2 separate regions of the Rattus norvegicus genome follow, and region 2 is linked to region 1. A link is a contact called in public Hi-C data. All regions are on one chromosome and are shown on one strand. The core of a region is the stretch at or near the end of the contact, and the rest is flanking DNA. Distances in the headings are between cores, read along the strand shown.

Region 1 (6,802 bases), core at 1,134-3,633:
TCTTGCCCTGACACTGCTATTATGACCCCATCATAAACTCCCATTAACCAAGAGGGGTATCTCCTAGACATGTGGCAAAGCAACTCTCACTTGTTTCTCTGGCCTGGGGTCACAGAGCTAGGACATGGCAGAGCTGGAACCAACCCAGAGCTGAGTGTCCCTGGTTCCTTATACCCCCAGTCTAGAGCACAGAGGCTAGAAAAGACCCCTGGCCATCTCTTGCATGCAGCCTGTCCTGCTGCCCTGGCTGATCTTAGGTCCCTTGGTCTCCTCTGCATCTTCAGAGAGAACCAAGGATAAGGGGCTTCCATGGTTGGTTGGTGAGGCCATGGGGTGAGAGGACAAGGTTGCCAGCCAAGTCACCCTGAAGCACCAGGCTGGAGACTCTCCAAGCCCCAGTGTGTGCTAAGACCAAGTAAGTGTCTTAGCTAGGATTTTACTGCTGTGAACAGACACCATGACCAAGGCAACTCTTATAAGTCCAACATTTAATTGGGGCTGGCTTACAGGTTCAGAGGTTCAGTCCATTATCATCAAGGTGAGAACATGGCAGCATCCAGGCAGGCATGGTGCAGGAGGAGCTGAGAGTTCTACATTTTCATCTGAAGGCTGCTAGGAGAAGACTGGCTTCCTAGCAGCTAGGATGAGGGTCTTAAAGCCCACGCCCACAGTGACACACCCACTCCACCAAGGCCACACCTCCAAATAGTGCCACTCCCGGGGTCAACCATATACAGATCATGATACCACAGGTCTTGGCAGCCTCTTGCATATATTGCTGCTCACTGTGGCAATCCTCAGGTTACCTGAGGTGAATGGTGAAGCCCCCTGCTTGGTTCCTTCTAGAGAGGAGGGAGTGTCCTGTTCTCTGCGTGCAGCAGAGTCGGGTGAGGAAGATTTCTCTGAATGGGCTTGACTTCAGTAGAACTCAGGTGGTCGGGCTGTGGCAGCTGTCCGTGAGGCTTAGACAGTGGAAGTCATAGTCTAAGTACCAGGGTCTAGGCAGAGATACAGAACCTAGACGGCTTATGTTTGACATTGCTCTCCCCTCCTCCGACTGAGAAAGGCAGCAACTTTGAATGTTGGTCAGCAGCCTGAATGCTCTGAAGAGTGGTATTAGGGTTCTAGACCCCAGGGCATCGCTTACAGGCTCTGGACAGGGGCCCTGCTATTGTCGCTGTTGGAAGATAGAGACAAGGAGGGAAGACCCCAGACCTCGTGGTCTCCAACACGGTCCTGGGCCCATAGTCGATCTCATTTTGGAACTCTGTCCCTACTGGCCCCTCAGAACTTCTGGGGATACTGCTTAGCCCGGCCCTCGTACCATAGCTCCAGCAGCTTCCCAGGGTTAGCAGGACAGGAAGTGACTCTTGTTCACAGGAATGCTTGGCTGTCATCTCCAGGCCCTTGAGGGTGGGCTTTGGGGACCCAGGTGGTGCAGCACCACTGTGGCGATCCTTTTACCCGGAAGCCCCTTCCCTAGAGACCCACCTAAGCCTGCAGCTGGCTTCTGGTACAGAGCCAGGCTGCTCCCTAAGAGGCCCCGGCTCTGCTGGACAAATATCCCTGCCAGATGTTGCTCTCTCTACAGGCAGGAGGCCAGTATGAGGTAATAGGAAACATTAACCCATCTAGAACCGGAGCCCCCCAGCCACTACGGTCGTGGCCAGCTGTGCTAGCTGGCAATCGGATGGAGAGGGTCCCTTGAGGAAGGGTAAGAACCCAAGGATCCTTTGTGTAAAGATGTCTCTACATCTCCTGGGGTACTGCAGCCCACAGCGGGCTCAGTGGATAACTCCATGCTCAACATGGGCCTGCGGCTCATGGTACCCAACCCCCGCCTGGCATGCCAGCATTTCTGGAATATGTCTGGGTTAAGGGTGTTCACTTTTCAGAGCCTTCGCCCTCCCAAGGTCAGGTCCCCTGCCTCCCGAGAGAAGGGAGCCATTGTCCACTTGGGGGGGGGTGCGGGGGAGATGCATTACAAACTTAGTCGATGGGACCAAAGGGTTGCAAGAGATCTTGGGGTGGAAAAGGAGATGTGACCCGTTCTGCCCATGGGCTTCTGGTCTAGATGCCACCAACAGCAAGCACAGAATGACCATGGCACTGTCTTGTGACCTATGCAACTGCCCTGGCTATCCGTGTATCCCTTGGGCTCCTCTACCTCCCCAGAAAGGACCAGCAAGCTGGGTTTCTATGTGGAGTGGGTGGTGAGGACAGAGGTTTGGGGGTGTGTGTAAGAGAACCAGATTAGAGCAGAAACCTCTGCCTGCAGCTCCCAAAATGCCTGCTCCCTGAATGCTTTTCTGTGTGCATAGGCACTGGCTCCAGCTGGCGTAGAGTGCAGTCCTACTGAAGTGTCTACTTCCTGCTTCTGCCCCGGGGAGCTTCTGCGTGTCCTCAGGAGTCAGGGTCATGCTCCCAGGATGAGTGTTTGGCAGTGGGACTCCAAGTATAGAGACGAGATTTCCACAGGGATCCGCGGGGACACCCAAATGCTGCAGCCCGCAGCGTGGGTCAGCTGCTTTTCTGGGGAAATCGCTCCTTCCTCCGGGGAAGAGGAAAGAGTTAGCACGCTACGTGAATTTTCTGGCTTGGTTGCCAGACAGGGTTTCCAGAAGATCCAGTCTTAGATTTGTGGGTGTTGGGCCAGCCCCAAACAGCCTTGAAGCCTCTCAGACCAAGTTGCCAGTGTCTGTGTCACTTGAGCTCTCAGCCAAGCCTCGAAGGGCAGGGAGGCCTGGGGTTACCCACTTGCCCCTAGCTGCTTGGCTCTGCCTTGCTGGTCTCTCTGGGCATCGTGTGCACACACTCATTTTTAGTTCCGTAGTGTCCCTTTCAAATGACGGCACGGTCCGCCGCTCACCAGAAAATAAAATTCTCAAGTTCTCAAGACAACGGAACGAAAATGAATCAGGTTAATGGGCAGTCTAGGAGCCAAGTCAGCTGGAGTTGTTGAGCACAAAGGGTTGGGGTGGGGGTGGGGGTTGGGAATGACAATGGAGGGATCTGCCTTCATGGAACAATTAGTTGGGGGTCACAGGCATGGCCTACAACCGTAAGCTGACTGTTTGCCCCATAATGAGACACCAGCCCTGTGCAAATCAGGCCCCACCTAGCTTGCTCTAGGGTGGGACTCCAAGCCTTTCCATTCTGCGTCCCCTTTAGGATCCTGATACAGGACCCTACATTCCAGTGCATACACAACTCAGTCTCATGGCCTTAGGGCTATCATACAGCTTGTGGCTTATCCACCAGCCTCCACCGTACGTACCTCCAAGTGTTACTGATTATTGTCGTTGTTATAACATCATGGTACCCATGCAGACTCACATGCTGCTATAACTTTGCACCCCATCTCTAGGGGACATTCTTGGCTGTGAACGGGCATGTCACTTGGGTAGATGCCACCAGGTTACCTGTTCACTAGCATCCCCTGAGAGGAACACTGGTGTCAGCAATGAGGCTAACAGCTTCATACAGTGTCTCCAGCCTGCCATGTGGCCTGTGTGACTTTAGTCTCTCATCATGAGCAGACTGATGTCTCCTTCCCAAAAGCACTTCCCTTCCGGTCTGATTACCAGTGAGAGGTTCTTTGTCAACTGGTACCAAGTGGTCACCGAGGGATAGCTCAAATGATGGTCACCCCTGACGGGATGTTTATATCTCTTGGATCAGTGGCTCTGGAAACTCAAGACACCCAGCCTTGCCCTGCCACAGGAGTGAGTCCCACCGTGAACGCTCCCTGCCCAGGTGACTCACTTGGCATTCCGTAAACTGGGGCTGAGAGACAGGAGCTACTGTGTCCCTGCTGTACCTCAAGCCTGTAGCCCAGCCTGGCCCTAGCTAGACCATGGGCAGCGCTGCGGGGATGTGGGCTCCCCAGAATGGAGGAGGATTGCCCTCCACGCTGAGGCACAGGACAAGAGAACAGGGGAGTCCCCTGTGTGGGGCCCGTGGGTGGGGTCCGCGTGCCTGCCAGGCACCCCTGCTAGCTCCAACATCCACAGCGAGGCGCCATGGAAACAGAGTGTAGCTCATGGAAAACATTTATTTTGTTTGATGAATCATGTTCTAAGTTGGGAGGAAAGTTCACTAGACAGTTGAGGCAGTAAAGAGAACAGCCATGTCTTTGTTCAACAAATCTGCAGTGGAGTGAAGAGGGTTTGGGTCCTTGCTGTCAGCAATAAAGGCAGACACGCCCTGGGAAAGGCTGAAGACATTCCGGAAACCCCAAAACCCCCAAAGTGGGTTCTTCGAACACTGGGCCACCCATCCTTTGGATTCCACGCCTGTCCCACGGGGCTCCCTGTCGCTGTGTTCTCTGAAGGCATGTGGCCTTTTCGTGTGTCTGGAAAATCCCAGATCTCTCTTCTTCTGACCCTCCCTGGGGTTGCAGGATGCATCGGGAACTACCCAGGCTGTGTAAAAACACCGGACAGCAGCACCCCGTGTGTCAGGAAGCACGGTGAACGGGACCAAGCAGTGTGAAGAGTGGTGACTTGTCTCTTCAGCTTTGAACAGGCAGAGCTTGGCGTCTGTGTGTAGCAGGCAGCCTGCACCTCTTGACAGTGACACAAACCCTCAGGTCTGGGAACGCTGTTCTACCCTTATTTTCTACCCCAGAGCTTACAGCCTTTGTGATCTCCTTTCAAGCTAATTCTGTCAGGTGGAGCCCATAGAGGGCAGAAATTATGTCTGAGATGCCATGGAAGGGCAGGGAGGTGACCAAAATGCTACCCATAAGGCCAAGCATGGCAGACTCCCAAGCCTGGATCTATCTCTTGGGCCATGTATCAGCCAGGCCCCAGCTACACAAACGGGATAAGTTCTCCCCACACTCCATCAGAATGGGAACCTGCAAGACATGGGCCAAAACCTTGGCGCCGCTGTTAGAACCTGCACTAGGAACCCAGTGTGAGACCACGAGCCCAGTGCTCCACTCAAGAGAACTCTGGAGGCTACGGTGTTCTCCCAACCGTAGGGCACTGGGGATTTGAACTCCAACCTTCAAGACTCACAGCAAAAGCCCTTATCCATGGGCCACACGCTCTGAACTCTGAACTAACACAGCCCAGCACTGTCGTCTGCTGGGCGAAATGGGTTACAGCCCGATTTGTAAGTTCTTGGCACAACAGGGTATATGGTCGGGGTCCTTGCTGTCCTTATTGTGGGCAGGCACTGAGAGACAGCAGAATATACAGGAAACCATGAGTGGCTTGGCAGTCACCTACTGGGATCACAGATTATAGGGGTCTCCTTTATAGATAGACCTTCTCTGAGACCTGTGGGGCTCGGGGCATCCAGGCTCAAGGCCAGAGGAGGGCTGCCTAGGCCTCTCTTTTGTAGTCTTCATCCCTGAAGGCTCCATTATTCCCCAATAAAGTCCTTGGATCATAGCCTGTCCCCTCCTGGTAGGAGACTCATGTATGTATGTATGTATGTACGTATGTACGTATGTATGTATGTATGTATATACGTACATACATACTTATGTGTGTATGCATTGTATGTATGTGTGTATGTATGTGTATATATGTATGTATATGTATGTGTGTATGTATTTGTATGTGTGTATGCGTATGTATATATGTATGTATATGTATGTATGCATATGTATGTGTGTATACATGTATATGTATGTGCATGTATGTGTGCATGTATGTGTATGTATGCATATATGTATGTATTGTATGTATGCACGTATGTACGTACACCTGGGCAGGCAGGCACCACAGAGGCAGGGACCTGCCACTCATCGAGTCTTACCTGAAGCTACTACAGTTCTTAGAGCAAAAGAAGATGTGATTATTTTGTCTTTGAGTTTTCTAAACTGTTTCTAAGTAAGACACAAACATCTTTCCCACGATGGTGCCGTATGACATTTGGGTCTGCACACACAGAGCAGGATTTGAATGAGGCTAGACACCCTTCCCTTCCCAAAACGGGCTTTAAAACATTTTTTTTTTCTTCCTCAAAGGTCTAGAAGAAGAGATACTTTTGAAAGAGGCCATAAGCTGCAGGGGTTGACCATCTGCAGCCAGAGGGGGCGCTGTTGTTCCATGGAGAACGGAGGCTCTTCCCTTCTTCCTGATCACGCCCAAGACTCCAGAGCCTCCTGGGCTACCTAAGAGCTGACGAAGGCAGGCAGGGACTTTGTGGGTTTCCATTCAATTTCAGTTTCTACTCACTTTTTCAGGTGTGTAAAAAGCCTGAACTGCCCCCATTCCACCCCGTTACAGAGGAGCTGGAAAGAGGAAATGACCCCTCAGGCATCCAGCCTGTGCCCGTCTCTCCGGAAGGCTGGCCTGACCCTCCTGCCTAGAAGCCTTGTGCCTTCGGGTCTCTCTGCTGCTGCCTGCATGACTCCCTGACCCATGCTGCCTGGGTGCTTGAGAACTTACACTTACACAAGAGAGATTCTCAGGGCCCTTGGGACTCCACACTTTTCAAGCCTTAATCTTCCTGTGGCTACTCTGTAGGGCAGCTTTGTCCCGGGACGGAAGTCCAGGCTGGCTTAGGAGAACTCTGTCCAGGAAGGATTTGTACAAAAGTCACCTGCAGCCTGGCCAAGATTTGAGTCAGGAGTGAATAGCCAGGAGGTTAGCCAGGGATAATGAGTAGCCTCAACGGGACTCTAAAGTGACGCTGGAGTGAGAGGGGAGAGACAGAGAAACACAAAGAGGCAAAGAGAGGGGTGGGTTGGAGAGAGACTGAAGGAACAGTGGTGCTGTGAGGTGGGGAAGGAGGTATGTGGGGCACCAGCAGCGACCGGTGTGTATTCTCTCCATCACAGTTC
Region 2 (6,802 bases), core at 1,490-3,989, 180 kb after region 1:
ATCGTCCTATCTTAAGATGTACGCAGGCAGGAGTCATTGCTCTGCCCCAAAAGTGTTTATAAGAAAAAAGCATAACAACTTGCCAGCAAGATGCTTACACCTCCCTGTCTGTCCTTGTAAGACCTGTCGTCCCTTGAGGGCCTGCCTGTCATTTACCTTTCAAAGCTCCCAGCTAGAAACATTGATGACTTTTTCTGGGGAGCCTGTCTGTGTTCAATGGCTCGGTACGAAGCAGTAAACCAAAGAGGACCTGTGAACCAAAACCTAAAACTTCTGAGAAAAAGAGAGTCTCTTTGACAACCAGTTCTGGAAAAAAAAAAAAACCGCATTTCAGTGCGAGACTGGACCTTGACCCCTCTCTCACGCCCCTGGAACGCGGTCAGGCGACGTGGGGTTTGTCAATCTCTCACAGTGGTTAGCGGCAATGAACCATGGGAACGGGTGCTCACATGACCGCCACAGCACATCTGTGTTACAAACATCACACGTTCGCTGCAGGATGTCACAGGTGACCCAGTTGCGTGAGCACAGCCACTCCAACAAATATTGCTTTCTCGGCCACTTGACGGCAACTCTGCCTCCATTCCCTACTCTGTCTCCCCAGGAGGATCCCCTACAGAGCCAAGCTCCCTCTTCAAGGACCCCCTTGGGACGCAGGACACCTATAATGGAAATCTGAAGGACTTCTCACCCCTCTGGTAGGCTTTGTGTCTACAAGACTCCAATGGGCTACAAAGCACATTTTCAGTGCTGGCTGGGATCGGAGGACAGAGGCAAATGACCCAATGGGCTCTAAAAAGCCATTACAGCAAATGCAGGTTCTCAAGGTCTCAAAGACACCCCCCCCCAGAAGTGGGCTACAAAGCCTGGCCAAATCTAGTTTACCATTGGGCTGTCTGTCTCCTTAAGGACTTGGTAAGATGTAGATTGATGTCATTATGCAGGGGGAGGCAGGGACAGGATAGAAAGAGGCCTATCATTGGACAAGAAGGAAGGATGGGCGGGAGGAAAGTTTTAGAGAGGCAGAGGAGGCCGGAGCAAGGAGGAAGGAGCTGAAAGAACAAGGCAGTGCATGTTAAGATTCCTCTCTGCACAGATTACAGGTTGTTATGAGTATTCTTTTTTTTTTTAAAGATTCATTTATTTTATGTATATGAGTACACTGTAGCTGTCTTCATGCACACCAGAAGAGGGCGTCAGATCTTATCAAGATGGTTGTGAGCCACCATGTGGTTGCTGGGATTTGAACTCAGGACCTCTGGAAGAGCAGTCAGTGCTCTTAACCGCTGAGCCATCTCTCCAGCCCTGTTATGAGTATTCTTAGGGGATAGATGTGTGCACAGGATTTTGTGCTGTCCAGATGGGCAAATTATATCTTATCAGTTGGACCAGAGCATATTGTGTGATGTGTTCTTTCATATGGCGACTTAATTGAGTTCAAGAGAGTGTATGGTGGCCGGATGTACCTGGCCCACCATGGAATTGGAATGCGTATGCCTGGTGTGGTGGACACCAGCCAAGAGAGCTGTGAGTGAGGGCGGGGCGGCCTGACAGGGTGCTGTGTTGGAATGGCTCTCAGACAGCAGGTCGGAAAGTAGATGGGGGTAGCTTGGAGCCGCTGAGATAAATTGTTCCAATGGCCCACTGGAGTCAGAACTAGCGAGAGCTTGTGGCCACCAGGGTACGCACAGGAACCGTTCCGTCCCTTTTTTTATTTTTACCTCAACAGTGAGCTGAAGCATCTCTCTCGCCTCCCACTCTGGCCAGGTGGCATGAACAGCCATCGCTTCCTTCAGGAAGCTGAACCCCCTGGGTCACCAGAGTTCTCAGATATCAGAGATTGGGAGAAGGGGCTCTGTCCACATTCCAGTCAAGGCCACGGGTCACATCCAACCACCACATCCCAAATCACACTATTATTCGTAAAAAAATGGAATTTTTTTTTTTTACAGAAAAGAAATTTTTAAAACACGACCGGCTACTTTTTGCAGAAAGAAAACCAGCGCTCCACGTATATCCCCCACACCCCACTCTCTGTATATACATACATACATACATACATACATACATACATACATACGTACGTACATACATACATACGGCTACAGGTTTAGCTGAAACTCTCTAGTAATCAGGTGGTGGCATCATAGTTTTTGCCACCAACACACCCAAGAGTCGCTATCAGTATCTCCCTCTGGGGTGGGTGCTGTACCCCTCCCCTGAAGCCAGATTCAACCAAGTGATTCTTTCATCTGATGTCAAATGAATGTCAGCTTAGCTCAATCTGTTGAAACACAGAGGGCAGAATTAAACCTCCCAGGCAAGCCCAGCCAAACAGAGATGACCTCAGCAGGCCTGGAGCCACGGGATCACACCCTGCCCGTCTTCAGGCCAGGAGGCGGTGCTTTGAGACATCATCAACTGACATATCCGCAAGCCTATCTGAATACTATAACCCTTTACGGGTCGAGCTCTCCGTCTTGGCTAAGCCTGCGCCTCACCTCCATTCCCGGGGGAGCAGGCCTCAGGGTAGGTAGGGACCTTGGGATAGAGCAGGTCCCGGCTCCCTCGGCCACAGCTGTCCTGGCAACTCTCGCTGAGCAGTCTCTTCAGCATCTGGTTCTCCTTCAGGAGGCGCACCTGCTTCTTCAGGTCTGCGTTCTCACTCATGAGCCTGCTCATTAGCTCGCTCCCCTCTGCCATGGTGTCAAGTGCTCACATATGGGCCTGTGGCCCCATGGAGATGGAAAGACAGCCCCAAGACCCCCCACAGAAACAGCCTAAGGCTACGGAGTTCCACGATGCCCGGCCTTCCACAGCCTTGTGACGTCGTTACCCTTAAAGAGGCAGTGCCTTCTTCCCCCACCCTGCTCCCAGACATCCCTACAGCAACCTGGGCCTGGCGATACACAGAGAAGCCAGATGCATGCAAGTACGTAGACATGGGCCTCAAACCGCAGAGGGATTGAGTGCTCATAACACTGACTCATCTCTGGAACGTGAAGGAAGGAGGGTGACCTTCTAGAAGGCAGCCCGGACAGGGAGGACATATCTTTCTAGCAGCTTCCAAAAACAGCCAGAACAGCGCATAGGAGGGCCATGCTGTCACACCACGTGAAGCCCACAGGCCACGGTGGCAACTTGGCTGTCACTGAACAGCTGCCCTTCCCATGACGTGTGCCTATGAGGTTAATCTCTCATTAGCTGGCTTCACGGGGACCATAGGCCAGTGAGGCTCCCAGAACCCACAGGGGATGTGGGATTCTGCTTTTGAGTCTCACCCTTGGAACTTGTACTGAAGGAAGACAAGGGCCATGAGAGCAGACGAAGTGACCAGTCTAGGACAGAGACCCACGATTGCCCCACAGTCCCAGGGAGAGTCTAGAGGAACCCTGACGAGGCTGGAAGTGGAGGCCACTTACTTCGCATCACACTGTCCTCACGACAAGACTTCAGGCAGCACATCTGTGTCTACTGCACACACCGAGCACTGGGTGTCTGACTCCATGCCAAACCCCGGATTAAGTAGGATGAGGTCCTAAGAACCAGTGGCCCCGAGACTGGCAATGCTACAGTAGTCAGCTAACGTAGCTGTCTGGGAACTCACCTGGGCACCCTGCTCTTCCTCCTGCACGAAATAAATGAACTCTGTCTCTGAATCAACTCTTCCCGCACCGACTGCTCAGAGACACTCTGGGGGTGTCTGGTCCTCCTTGATGAGAGAGGATGCAACCAGAAAACGCCAATCCATGGGGGCTGGAGAGATGGCTTAGTGGTTAAGAGCACCGACTGCTCTTTCTGAGGTCCTGAGTTCAAATCCCAGCAACCACATGGTGGTTCACAGCCATCTGTAATGGGATCTGATGCCCTCTCCTGGTGTCTGAAGACAGCTACAGTGTACTCATATACAATAAATAAAATCTTAAAAAGAAAAAAAAAAGAAAGAAAAAGAAAACGCCAATCCAACCTCTACCAGGTCCTCTTCTGCCGATGTCCGGGGCTCTCCATCAGGGTCTGGGTTACTCTGTGCAGACATTGGCATGGTCCCTGGGTAAAAATCCTTATATTCAGTCCAGGCAGCTGTGTTAGTCTAGCGTTTCAAGTGCTGCAAACTTGGATTTTGTGGAGAAAAGAAAATCTAAACATCAAATACTGGATCGATTGGCTTCTCTCCTCAAACAAGGGCAACAGGAACCTAAATGTGAACCACTAAGAGCTCATAAAAGCATTGGTCAGAAGTCAGTCAGGAATTCCCCGTTCTCAGTTTCCTGGATCACGGTGCGTGGATGGGCTTCCGCCTCCACTAGCTCTGTGTGTGTGTGTGTGTGTGAGAGAGAGAGAGAGACAGAGACAGAGACAGAGACAGAGACAGAGAGATTTTTCCAGACAAGATTTCTCTCTGGGTACCCCTGGCCTGGAACTCAGACATTGCCTGCCTCTGCCTCTGAGTGCTGGGATTAAAGGCGTGTGCCACTACCTGGTCCCCTCTACTAGCTTCTAACCACACTGAAAGACCATCTCTTCCCCAGGCAAGAAAAGTCCATCCAGCCACCAGCCTGTCAACATTCTGTTTATTTATCCATCATGATGCACTGTCCTTCTAATATGTCATATTACACGTGCGACAGATGTGATCTGAATCACCTTGTGTCTTTAAATTTTAATTCATTTTTAAAGATTTTATTTATTTGTTTGTTTGTTTATTATATAAGTACACTGTAGCTGTCTTCAGACACACCAGAAGAGGGCATCGGATCCCATTACAGATGGTTGTGAGCCACCCTGTGGTTACTGGGATTTGAACTCAGGACCTCTGGAAGAGCAGTCAGTGCTCTTAACTGCTGAGCCATCTCTCCAACCCTATTCATTTATTTATTCTAAATGTATTTGTCTGTGTTTTGCCTGCATGCATGTCTGTGTACCACGTGCATGCCAGAAAAGGATGTTAGGTTCCCCTGCGACTGTAATTACAGACAGTTATGAGATAGTATGTGGGTGCTGGGAATCTAACTCATGTCATGGGAGAAAGCCAGATGCTCTCAACCACTGAGCCATCTTCCCAGCCCCTAAAAACCTCACTGCCTTTTCATTTACTCATGTGTGTTTGCGTGTGGGTGCACACCCGTGCCACAGTGCACACGTGACAAGTCAGGGGACAGCTCTCTGGAGTCAGCTCTCTCTTTGCATCATGTGGGTTCTGGGGGTCAGGCTGGCATTGGCTGTCTTCACCCCGGGAGGCATCTCAGAGACCTCTCAGTAGCATCTTGACCTGATTTTATACCATCATGTTACAAAATGAATTGCCAAGTGTCCGGCTCATGCTAAGTCATTAAATTATTTTTTTTTGGTCTTTTTTTCGGAGCTGGGGACCGAACCCAGGGCCTTGCGCTTCCTAGGCAAGCGCTCTACCACTGAGCTAAATCCCCAGCCCCAAAAATGTGTAGCCCAGGCTGGCCTCGAACTCGTGATCCTCCTGCCTCTGCCTCCTTCAGCAAATCCTACTGGCGTGCGCCACCACAACCGGCAAGTCATTAAATTATTAACTAAACTATTTTCTGAAATATTCGATAGAACTTACCAGTAAAGATATAGGTCTAGATTTTCTCCTGTGGATGTTTTAAACTTATAATCAAATCTTTAAAATGAAATAAAACAGGGGAAATAGTATTTAGATAGGATCTCACTATGTAGCCCAGGCTACCTGGGAACTCTTCCTCTTGCCTAAGGGACCCAAAACTACTTACACATGCCTGCTCTGTGTGACACATTGTCTTTCTAGACCCTTACAACCAGTCATGGAAGCTGTCAGATATCTATCCTCAGGAGCCTAACTTAAGGTACCCAGCCGGTCTTACCTCTCCCACAAATAAATCAAGCCAAAGAGGGAAAATAAAAACAGTATGGAGGAACATCGTTGGCAGGGGTTTTAACGGGGCACAGCGAGCAGAAGAACTGGGAGCCAAGCAACCAGAAAAGGGAGCAGGCGGGAGTGCAATGTGCAGGCAAGGTTGAGCAGCAGCTTGGGAAAGCAAGGTGGCCAGAGACTTAACACCTCTGGGATCTCAACCTTCCAATGCCGTGACCCTTGAACACATTCCTCATGTCGTGGTGACCCCCAACCACGAAGTTATTTCATTGTAACTTCCGAACTGTGAATAGTTCTTCATGTCGTTGACCCCCAACCATAAAGTCATCTCATTGCGATTCCTGACTGTGATTTTGCTACAGTTATGAATCGCACGTCATTATCTGATAGGCAGTATATCTGACCCATAGGTTGAGGACCACCCGGATGGGCCCCTTGTTGTTTTTGATATAAGTCGTTTCCTTTGTTTTTACTTAGCAGACTAGAGTCGGGTTAATCTTTTCAAGGCCCTACTCTTTGGATAAATTTAGCTTTTTTAGCCTTTTGCTCAATTTGTTCTCCCCTTCTTTACACCGGTTTTGGCTTCCTGACGTAGTCACTTGGCTTTCTGATCTTACAGCCATGTTTGAGTCCTGCTTTAGCCACATCCTACAAATTCTGATGTCATTTTAATTTTCGTCCAGCTTGAATCTCTCCCGGGCTTTCAGCACCACCTTCTTTTAAAGCCCCCTTTTTTTTTTTTCTAATACGTTTCAGATTTGCAACAAGATTAGGAGGTAGAGACCACCTTCACACCCCCTGCTCCCACATACTCGTACATTCTCCCCACCATCAGAGCCCTACCCCTGGGAGTCCCATTGTTGAACTTGACATGTTCCTATCACCCAGTGTGCACTGTGCCTGCTGCCTGCCTCTTGGAGCTGTGTGCTCTGTATG

The links. Hi-C and Micro-C count contacts between places; a contact is called where the count stands out from the background.
Region 2: a contact with region 1 is called in a Hi-C map of psoas muscle, with 4 times the contacts expected there. The contact joins the promoter of Spatc1l here to the enhancer-like site in region 1. A contact is called at or near these places in 7 of 12 Hi-C or Micro-C datasets (the A7r5 cell line, Schwann cells, liver and 3 more).

The regions. Positions count from the first base shown.
Region 1 is chr20:11,897,233-11,904,034 of GRCr8, forward strand. No RefSeq gene overlaps it. Among named protein-coding and RNA genes, the nearest start is that of Col6a1, 5.1 kb to the right of the region's middle. Within about 2 kb of position 2,384, at least 12 of the 93 cell types and tissues checked have an H3K27ac peak or open chromatin away from gene starts, as enhancers often do.
Region 2 is chr20:12,080,021-12,086,822 of GRCr8, forward strand. It overlaps Spatc1l (spermatogenesis and centriole associated 1-like), which reads right to left and starts at 2,740. Exons shown (of 4, transcript NM_001024296.1): 1 at 2,502-2,740. The coding sequence starts at 2,703. It overlaps LOC134483885 (a long non-coding RNA gene), which reads left to right and starts at 2,826. Exons shown (of 2, transcript XR_010061044.1): 1 at 2,826-2,932; 2 at 3,302-3,955.